Regions from separate parts of the Mus musculus genome. Here region 1 is linked to region 2. Evidence: chromatin contacts called from public Hi-C data. All regions are on one chromosome and are shown on one strand. The core of a region is the stretch at or near the end of the contact, and the rest is flanking DNA. Distances in the headings are between cores, read along the strand shown.

The links. Hi-C and Micro-C count contacts between places; a contact is called where the count stands out from the background.
Region 1: a Hi-C map of the G1E-ER4 cell line shows a contact between it and region 2, with 4 times the contacts expected there. The contact joins two enhancer-like sites. A contact is called at or near these places in 6 of 484 Hi-C or Micro-C datasets (the BV-2 cell line, the G1E-ER4 cell line, centroblasts and 3 more) and 1 of 9 other capture datasets (adipose tissue).

Annotation. Positions count from the first base shown.
Region 1 is chr1:179,712,402-179,717,478 of GRCm38.p6, reverse strand. Kif28 (kinesin family member 28) reads left to right here. Exons shown (of 23, transcript NM_001370897.1): 8 at 700-767; 9 at 3,500-3,606; 10 at 4,539-4,651; 11 at 4,937-5,027. Among named protein-coding and RNA genes, the nearest start is that of Kif28, 30 kb to the left of the region's middle. Within about 2 kb of position 1,513, at least 11 of the 459 cell types and tissues checked have an H3K27ac peak or open chromatin away from gene starts, as enhancers often do. A contact at or near this core is called in the G1E-ER4 cell line, where this site is marked.
Region 2 is chr1:179,491,256-179,496,403 of GRCm38.p6, reverse strand. The region is part of intron 1 of Smyd3 (SET and MYND domain containing 3); the gene reads left to right. Among named protein-coding and RNA genes, the nearest start is that of Smyd3, 24 kb to the left of the region's middle. Within about 2 kb of position 3,738, at least 21 of the 459 cell types and tissues checked have an H3K27ac peak or open chromatin away from gene starts, as enhancers often do. A contact at or near this core is called in the G1E-ER4 cell line, where this site is marked.

The DNA.
Region 1 (5,077 bases), core at 264-2,763, 220 kb before region 2:
TCAACAGACTGTCAGAAGGGCGGGAGATAGGGAGGTACCAGGCCAGTCAGGACAGGTATCGATGGGCCTGCCCGGGCATGTCCCGGCCTGTTCTGCTATTTTTTCAGCCCCAGGTTTTAAAGCTCACAAACAACTCTTTGGGCTACTTGACATACATTACATGAATCACAAGTCTCAAGTTTTATTTTCTTTTAATTCCAGATATAGTCAAGTTGACAACCAGGAATAGCCACTACAATTACATAAAATGTTTTGTGAATATTAGTTTCTTTTTTTTTTATCAGCACGTGTGTTCATGAGGTGTCTGTGTATGCATAGGTGGGAATGTCCATGTGTGTCTGTGTGTGCATGTGTGTGTGTGTGTTTGTGTGTGTGTGTATAAAGGACAGACAACCTCAGGAGGGTCATCCTCAGGAATGTCATCTACTTCCTTTGAGACTGGGCTTCTTGTTGGCCTGGAGCTCACCAATTAGACCACTGGCCAGTAAGCTCCATGGGTCCTCCTGCCTCTGCTTCACAAGTGTGCTCCAGTACATGTGGCATATTTATATGGGTTCTGGTATCAAACTCAGTACCTCATGCTTGCAAAGCAAGTACCCTACTGTCCGTGTCATTCTCCCAGCCCCAATGTTAGCTATTGTAATAGCATCGATGGTAATAAACTCCTGATGACCTAAGTCTGCTCCGGGGCCTTTCCAGATTGCAGCCCTAAGTCCAGCTGACATCTGTTATGAGGAAACCTTGTCGACACTGAGATATGCTGAGAGGTGGGTAGCTTGTGGGGGGTACCTAGTCATCATGTTCTGTGTCCTGAGTCACAACCCTGTTCAGCTCTACTTGATGGCTTGGTGTTTGGGCTGGGGGTCCAGTGGGGAGGACCAAGTGGCCCGGGAGAGGGGAGGAGGGGCTGGAGGGTGGGCTTGACAGTAAGGACGCAGGGATAAACACGGCAGTTGTTCTTGCTGTTCTCACAGGGATAATCACAAATTACATCATGGACCTTAAAGGTGGTAGTGTGTGGCCTTTAATCCCAGCATCTGGGAGTCTGAAGCAGGTGAATCTCAGTGAGTTAGAGCTCCAGCCAGCTAGGCAACAAAACCCTACAGTGCAGTTGTGCTTCTCCTAAGGGACCTTCAGACACTTCTCAGCCAGGGTCCCTTCCCAGCCTTCGTGGCTCAGAGGCAGTACCTTTTCACACCGCATTTTCTCCCAGTATCTGTAATGCAAGCTCAGATCTGTAGGTGGAACTCAGGCTTTAGGAACATTCTAGATGTTCTTCTCCCACCTGTTGCTGCAATTTTTGTTGTGTGTGTGTGTTTTTTTAAACATTTATTTACTTATTATATGTAAGTACACTGTAGCTGTCTTCAGACACCCCAGAAGAGGGCATCAGATCTCATTACAGATGGTTGTGAGCCATCCATCGTGTAGTTGCTGGGTGCTCTTAACTGCTGAGTCATCTCTCCAGCCCTCTTTGCTGTGTTTTATCAAAGGTGGCATAAGGTTGTGGGAGGGAGCAGCTCAGTGGCCCCAGGCCACCGAGGCGTTCCCCTGAGGGGACATGCCTAGTACATGCGACAGGCCTGGTACAAAAGGAAGTTTATTGGGGGAAGAGATGGGGACCTGGGAAAGGGGTAGAGACAGAGAAAGGAGGGGGACAGAAAAGGATGGGAAGAGAGAGGAGAGAAGAGAAGAATAGGAGACGGACAGAGAGATGGAGGGAGAAAGATGGAGAGATGTGGAGGGAGAGAAGGGTGAGGGGAGGAGGGAGGAGAGGGGCAGGGAGAAAGCTGGAGTAGCTAAGTAGTTCTTATGCGGGGGTGGGGGGGTTGAGGGGGCTGGGGGGGTTGGCTTGTGAAGGAAAATAAAATATTGTAACTTGTGAGTTTAAGAGCCCATGGCCCCAGCCTGGGACTAAGAACAAAGCAGAACAGCCCCCAGGCATGCCAGAGCCGGGCTGTTGATTAAGGCATTCCTAAGAACATCTTGACTGTAGGCTGTTGATTAAGGCATTCCTAAGAACATCTTGACTGTAGGCTGTTGATTAAGGCATTCCTAAGAACATCTTGACTGTAAAGATAAAAAGGTATGCAAGGACCAGCAGGGCTATATTATCTAAGTCAACACCATCTGGCCAGAATCTCCCCTCTGTCTATTGCCCCTTGACGCCGGGTAAAGTCATACATCAACTGGTTGCTATGTGAACAAAGATAAGCCCCCAGCCCACAGGAACAAAGTCCTGATGCCCTGTGTTCTTTCTGTTAATGTTTGAATAAGCCAATAGTGTGTCGCTATGCTGAATTCCACACCCCTGAGCCCATTACCCCATAAAAGCCCCTGGCTTTCGAGCCTCGTGGCCGACATCCGTTATCTCCTATGTGGGATGCATGTTGGTCCGGAGCTCCGTAATTAAACGTCCTCATGTAATTACATCAAGATGTCTGTTCGTGATTCTTGGGTGCATGCCGAGAATCGGGTGGGGGGTTCCCCACTAGGTTCTTTCACTTGCACCTGGCATGTGGCTGGCTAGGCAAGCTGTCCCTGGGTAACTGTTGGGCTAGTAGATTTCTGGGAGGGGTTGTGCACAGAGGGGCTCTGGGTTCTATCCACTCTGTCCTGGACTTTGGGCTTGGTGCAAGCCTCATTAGAATCTGTTTAAAATTTCTTTTTTCTTTTTTTTTTTTAAGATTTATTTATTACTATATGTAAATACACTGTAGCTGTCTTCAGGCACACCAGAAGAGGGAGTCAGATCTTGTTACGGATGGTTGTGAGCCCCCATGTGGTTGCTGGGATTTGAACTCTGGACCTTCGGAAGAGCAGTTGGGTGCTCTTACTCACTGAGCCATCTCACCAGCCCCTGTTTAAAATTTCTTTTGTGAAATAAAATGGCAAAGGCTTGAGACAGCTGTGGCGGTGAAGTCCTGTGGTAAAGCAGGTCTAATCCCCAACATCAAGATAAAAATAGCATAAGATACTCAGTTAAATTCAAATTTTAGATGGAGAGTAAGTCAGGTATGCCTGAGTTTCTGTGGTGACATGGGAGGTGGGGGCAGGAACAGAAACCCTGTGAGTTGACCGCAGCCTGTGGCACATAGTGGGGCAGTTTGCCTATGGCTCCCTGGGTTCTAATTGTTGATGAAGCACATTCTTGGATTAGCCAAGAGTGTTCAGGACCCAGGATGTTCAGGGGCCCAGCACAGGGACTGGGCTGAGCTTAGTGAATTTGTGTGAAGCATGTAGGTTACTGAGATCAGCTTTGGTCTTCATGCTTGCAGATATGTCTAGCCTGTGACCCACAGGCCCACAATGTAAATATGGCCCAAGAAATTTGTAGATGACAATGTAGTGTCACAATGTCAAAAGGCTAGGCACACCAGGTAGCGAGAGCTGACATGGTTTCACCCGGGATCTCAGCTTGCCTGCTGTTACCCCAGGGCTGGTGCTAAAGCTCTGACTGCAAAAGGGCCTGAGAGTGTGTCTGCCATTGCAAATGCAGGGCTAAGAAGGTTCGCAACAGAGCGGTGATCAACACCTGTCCACTGGCGAGAGCTTCCAGGGCCGAGAACGCACTGCTGCTTGGATTCAGGGGCGCTGGAGCAGCAGGTAAATCAAGTCAGGAGGCCAAGCTCAGCCCCTCCTAGAGTTGGATGACACCCAGGGGCTAGGACGGAGGGGTGACTTGTAGAGCAGCTGGTCTGGGGAGGGAGAGCTGGCCAGGCAGTTGGGGTGGGAGGGAAGGCCTAAGTTTTGTTAAGGGTTTTAACAAAGTGACTCAAGGGGCTGGTGAGATGGCTCAGGAGTTAAGAGCACTAGCTGCTCTTCCAGAGGTCTTGAATTCAATTCCCAGGAACTGAGTGTTGGCTCACAACCATCTTTAGGGGAATTTGATGCCCTCTTCAGGCAGGCGGATGTATATGCAGCAGAGAACTCATATTAAATAAATTAAAAAAAAATAATAAAACAAGCAAACAAACAAACCAAAGTGACTCGACCTTGAGAAATCCTAGCTTGGAGATGAGTGTAAGGTCTCCTTTGTTACAAGAAACAAAGCCTTGGGCTTTCCCATGGAGTAGGCGCACCCATGAGAACACATTTCCAGGTTTCCCATGCCAACTGGCTGACCTCAGGCATCCACTGCAACAAAGCGCTGCCTGAGTTAGAGGAGATGCAGACGGTGGCCCACACCTGGCCCTGTTGGTCACAAGTGCTGGGTGTTGACCTGTGTGTGGCATCGAAGTCCCATTATTACAAACCCAGACATGAAACATGAAAAATGGTGGAAGGCAAATCTGTTTTTTCTGAACCTCTGGCTGGATGAGAAGTCCTTGTGTGGATAGATGGTCACGTGCCTGCACACATGAAAAGGAGAAAGAGGGACCTCTGAGCTCCATGCTCCCCACGAACTACCCCAGGACCAGGCAGATGAGTGTTCCGGAAGAATCACACAGAAGCAGCTCCGTTTTATCTCTCCTCTGTCTCCTTTACATCTCACCTTTGATGATGGCCTGTTGCTTCAAGTCCCTCCTTCTCTCTAGAGCACCCAGCCTGTTTCTGGGCAGAACAGCAGCTGGGGAATCAGGGGACCTGGGCCCAGCTGCTGGAGCAGGCACGGAGGGAGTGGGAGGAGCAGTACGAGGCACTCACACAGGTAAGACTCACACCATGCTGTGGTCCCGCTCCGTCTCCTGGGGCTCTGGCAGGGAGTAGGGAGCCAGGAGAGGATGCCAGGGGCCTGAAGAAAAGAGGTAAGGCAGAAGTAAAGGAGGGCGGGGCCATAGAAGATGGCTGGTGGGGGACCAAAGGAAGTGAGGGCCCTGGGACAGGGCCTGCCCAGACAGCTCTTCTTCCTCCAGAGACCCCTGGGATAAGGCCTGCCCAGATGGTTCTCCTACCTCCCGGGGCCCCTGAGACAGACTTCTCTCTGTCTTCCTAGGAGCAGAAGATGGTAAGGATTCTCCCGCACCTCCTCAATGTCAATGAAGACCCACAGCTCACGGGGGTCCTCAAGTTCTTCATTCACAATGGTACCTGATTCTGCTGTCCCCTTACTCTTCCATCCGCCCCCCCTGCCCCC
Region 2 (5,148 bases), core at 2,489-4,988:
GGGAGGTTGAATGACCCTTTCACAGGGGTCACCTCAGGCCATCAGAAAACACAAATACTTACAGATACTTACTGTTCATGGCAGTAGCAAAGTTATAGTTATGGAGTCACAATGAAAATATTTGTATGTTTGGGGGTCACCACACCATGAGAGTCGCAGCATTAGGCGTGTTGAGAACCCCTGAGACAGATTAAACTAGGGTGGCCTAGAACTGTATAGCCTAGGCCAGGCAGTCCCCTTGCCTCAGGCTTGTGAACGCTGGGATTACAAGTGCAAGCTCACTTTTCTTGAGGTGAAATAACTTTGGGTGGCAGTGCCAGGGATGGAATGCAGGACGGCATTCAGGCACGCACTCAACCACTGAGCTATACACCAACCTAGAGGCTGTTTGTCCATCTATGTTTCTACATAGTAATGACAGATGACACTGTATTTGGGACAGGACAACTTACATCTGAATACTTCTGCTTGCCAGATGTGTGACCTGGGACGGACCAGTGTTCATCTTCATTTATAAAATGAGATATTTCTACTGTGCAGTGGGATTGCGGTGAGGGTCAAAGTTCATGCTGTGCCAGGTTGTTACATACATGCAACATGTTCATCCCAGGTTGTTACATGCATGCAACATGCTTATCCCAGGCTGTTGTAGAAGTGAAGGATCAATTAACTCAAGGATTAGAATTAAGTGCTTTTGGTTCCTTTTTGATTGGAAAATTCTTGAGTTACCATAGTTACTTACAACTCAGCATCACTGACAGTGGCCATGAATCTGATATTACCCAGTCTTTTGAGACACTTTTGCTAGGTAGGCCAGCTTGACCTGAAGTCATGATCCCTTTGCCTTAACAATCTACCATCACATTCAGCCTAACATCTATTAGTGTTGAAAAAAAATTCTTTTAAAAAAGACAGGGTCTTACTAGGTAGCCCTGGCTGGCCTGGAATGCTCTCTGTAGACCAGCCTGGTCTTGATCTCACATGGTCCACCCATGTTCCACAGTGACTGACTCTACATTTTTACAAAATTAATTTTAAAAAGTTACATTTACTAATTTAATGCATTCATGCAGGCATGTATTCATGACACCACATGCATTTATTTAAAGGTCAGAGGACAACTTGTGGGAGTCATTTCTCTCTGAGGTGGGTCCCAGGGATTAAACTTAGGTCGTTAAATTTAGTGGCAAGCACCTTTATCCACTGAGGCATCTTACTGGCTCTTGTACTATCCATTCTTGAGGGCTGGTTCACAAAGTCCTGTGTGTTGAGGGGCAGTACAATTCGTTTCTGCTTAAGGCTTTGGTTATGCCATCTACTGTATGAGCGTGGTAAGTTAGGAGTGAGCCCCTTTTCTCTCAGTAAAATGGGTCGACAGTAATGAAAACAGTTACGTTACAGAATAATGTCCAGCCCTGAGCACAAAGCCTGAGATAGCGTATGTATTGGTAAGTTCATTCGTCTCTTTCCTCTCCTTCCCCCCTCCCATCTTCCTTCTCTCTGTCCATCCACCTGTCTGCTCATCCATCTGTCTTCAAGGTTGAAAGACCTTTACACAGGAGTCACCTAAGACCACCAGCAAACACGCATAGTGACAATCACAGCAGGGGTAAGGTGCATGGAATACTGCTGTGTGTCTGGCTTGCTGTGTGTCTGACTTGCTGTGTGTCTGATATGGTGCCACTGGCTTTTTGTGTGTGTGACCTCATTTAATCATCTAGAGTTTTCTGAAAATTTTTTTTGGTATAAGTCAAATTTTAATCGATTAGGAAACTGAAGACTGGAGGGGTTTTGTTTTGTTTTGTTTTGTTTTGTTTTTTCGAGACAGGGTTTCTCTATAGCCCTGGCTGTCCTGGAACTCACTCTGTAGACCAGGCTGGCCTCGAACTCAGAAATCCACCTGCCTCTGCCTCCCGAGTGCTGGGATTAAAGGCATGCGCCACCACGCCCGGCTTGACTGGAGGGGTTTTAATTTGCCTAAATTAAATAGCAAATTGTACCTGATTTCAGCCCCTGCTATCTTTCTGTTTTCTGTGGAAATGTCTCATATGTGAATAGTAATTCTGTTATTTGGTGACAGTACAACATTGCTATTAAAACTAACTGTTCCAGGAATTGCAAAAAATGTACAGACAAGATTTCACTTATAAATCCCTCCCAGGTGAGGTGTGGCTACTCATATTCAGGTTGAAATTATGTTTTCTCCAACACACTTCTTCTGACTGACATCTTTTAAAAGTATGAATAAATAATGATGCATTTAAAAAATGTGCATCGCTGTCTGAAACTAGGAAAATTACTTGGGTTGCGAAAGGAGCAGGTCCCAAGCAAAAGAGAAAAAAGAGAAAGATACCAATTACCATGTTTACCATGCCTTGTTATGTCAGCTGAGTTTTTTTCCTGTGCTGTGTCATCTTAATTGCACCGTGGTCTATAAGAAAGCTTTGAGAGACACATTGTATCAGAGAATATAATTATGTAATCATGCATATCCCCGCCCTCTTAAAAAGACCTTCAGCTTTTAGAGGGGCAGGGGAGCTTGTGTTTGTGCATGGGCATTCTTGTGGGTACATGTGCATGAGTGTGTATGTGTGCATGAGTGCATGTGTGTATTTGTGGGTGTGTTTGGCATGACTTGTGTGTTTGTGTATATGTCTGTTCTTTTTACGTGGATGCTGGGACTCTAAGCCCAGGGCTACAATTGTGTCCAACAAGTTCCTTACTCACAAACACATCTCCTAGACCCCTTAGCGGTCTTTTCACTGCCCCCTCATTTCATCTCTTTCTTTCTTAGTCAGACAAGATCTCATATAGGTCAGGCTGGCCTCCACTTGGCTGCATAGCCGAGGCTTGCCTTAAGCTCCTGATCCTTTTGGCTCTACCTTGTGAGAGCTGGGATTACAGGCAAGAGCCACTACACCTGGCTTCTCTGCCATTTCAGTGTGACTCATTATGTAACGATCTTTAATGCTTTGCTTGAATTAATGTGAATGTTTCATGAGCAAACTAGATTCTAAGCGATTGCCAACAGTTCACGGAATTAGTAGAGATGTACATGTCATCAGAGGGAAAGCCTCCTTTGATCACATTAACCTTGCTAACTTAAAGAAAACAGATTCATCTGGGTCCAATCGAAAATTAGTTTTGTTTTTGTGAAGAGTAAAATCTTTGAAAATCTGTGGGACTTCAGGGTACAGGCAGTCACAGGGTAAGTTAGAAGAAAGCCAAAATGTGGGTTATCTGCTTGTGGTTAGAAACTCGGGGCCCCTCAGTGGTTCCTCGGTCCATCTGATTCTGTGGTTCGATGCTTTCTCCTCTGTCCCTGACTGGTGAGTTCTAAGATCTTATTTCATATCTATCTGCTCTACTGAGAGTATGTGGCTTTCATTTCTTGGGACTCATTCTTGTTTTCCCCTGTAGCGTCAAGTTATTATGTTCACAAAGCCCTGGAACAGCTTGGTTTCATTTGTGGTGTGTGTGCTGTGTGTGTGTGTGCTGTGTGTGTGCATGCTGTGTGTGTGTGTGCTGTGTGTGTGTGCGAGCTGTGTGTGTGTGCACTGTGTGTATGTGCTCTGTGTGTGTGTGTATAGGCCAGAGGTTAACTTCAGCTGTTACCTACCTACCTACCTGCCAGTTTTTGAGAAAGAGTCTCATGTAGCCCAGGCTGGCCTAGAACTGACTGTGTGGAGAAGGCTAGTCTTGAACTCCTGATCCTCCTGGCTCAGCCTCCCAGGTAGTGAGTGCTGTGACTGGAACCCCAGAGCTGGTGTTGTCTGTCGCCACTGTCATCAATGGGCAGAGCGAGGAGTTGAGTAAACTGTACTTGATTCAGGGAGCTGGCACTGGAGAAGCTACCTTACCTGTGCTCTGCAGCCAGCTGGCCAGAGGCAGTCTGCCACTGGTCACTCTAGAGCTCCACTCGTGTAAACGGCTAGGTGGTCAGTCAGCCATGGTCTGAGGCTTGTAATATCTGCATCTCTTGTCTTCAGCCCTTCATCATCTGACTGGGATAGGCACTGCCTAGATTCATCTGACTGGGATAGGCACTGCCTGGATTGCCAGCGGAGTCAGCGTCTGCTGGTGTCAAACTCTATGCATCTCGGGGCATCTGGGTGGGGTGCATTAACTCAGAACAAACAGACCTCATTAATAGTGAGTACGTGCTCTGGCATTAATAGCATATACATGCAGGCTGCTCTTTACAGCTGAACAGGAAAATAGACTTATATAAGATAAAATACTTTTTTTTTTTTGGAGTTTCTCTGTGTAGCCCTTGGCTACCCTGGAACTCATTTTGTAGACCAGGCTGGCCTCGAACTCAGAGATCCGCCTGCTTTTGTCTCATTAAAGGCATGTACCACCACACCAGGCTCGAGAAAGGCCCATGTGTCCTTCCCTTTCGCTGTCACTGGGATTATGGGTATGTGTCTTGGTGCTAAGCTACAGCAGTTCCGTGGTACCAGAAAATGTCTGCTCAGTGCTTAAATGTCTCTTAAATATGACACATTATTATTTTTTGTTTGTTTCTTCACATCTGGTGGGCCCAATTAAGGGGTGATATGCTTATAGTTGGTTAATTTATTAAAGGCTTTTTTTGTTAAGGTGAAATTTATATACAGAATTAGCCACGAGGAAGTGATCAATCTAGTGTACGCACAGTGGAGTGTGGCTACCACTGCTTGGCGTTGTGTTTCTACTCTGTGGATTCCCTCTGTCTTCTGTTACTGACAACATCTCCCTTTTCATCCTTGGCTTTCCCCAGATTGGTATGTCTCAGATTGCATTTCCACACCATCATTTCCTATGTCCCTTTCTCCTTTTGAATCACTGGGGAGGTCTAGGCACCGTCAGTTTGGAGCTCAGTCTTATATGGAGACATGTCCTTGGATGGTGTGTGTCATGTTAGGGAGTATATAATGCATCCTTGTGTTTTAAGGACACTCTGGGGGGCCATTGGATAGTCCTCTGTGACTATTCCAGAGAGAGCTTTGTCTGCTGTCTTCGTTATAGTACAGACACGTGGTTGTCTTGGTTACCCAGCTGGGAAATCATCATTTTGGGAAGATCGAACCACTGTCTTGCACTCCTGATCACACATAAACCCTGCCTAGCCACTGCTACCTGGGGGAGCTTTAGGACTGTGCCCTG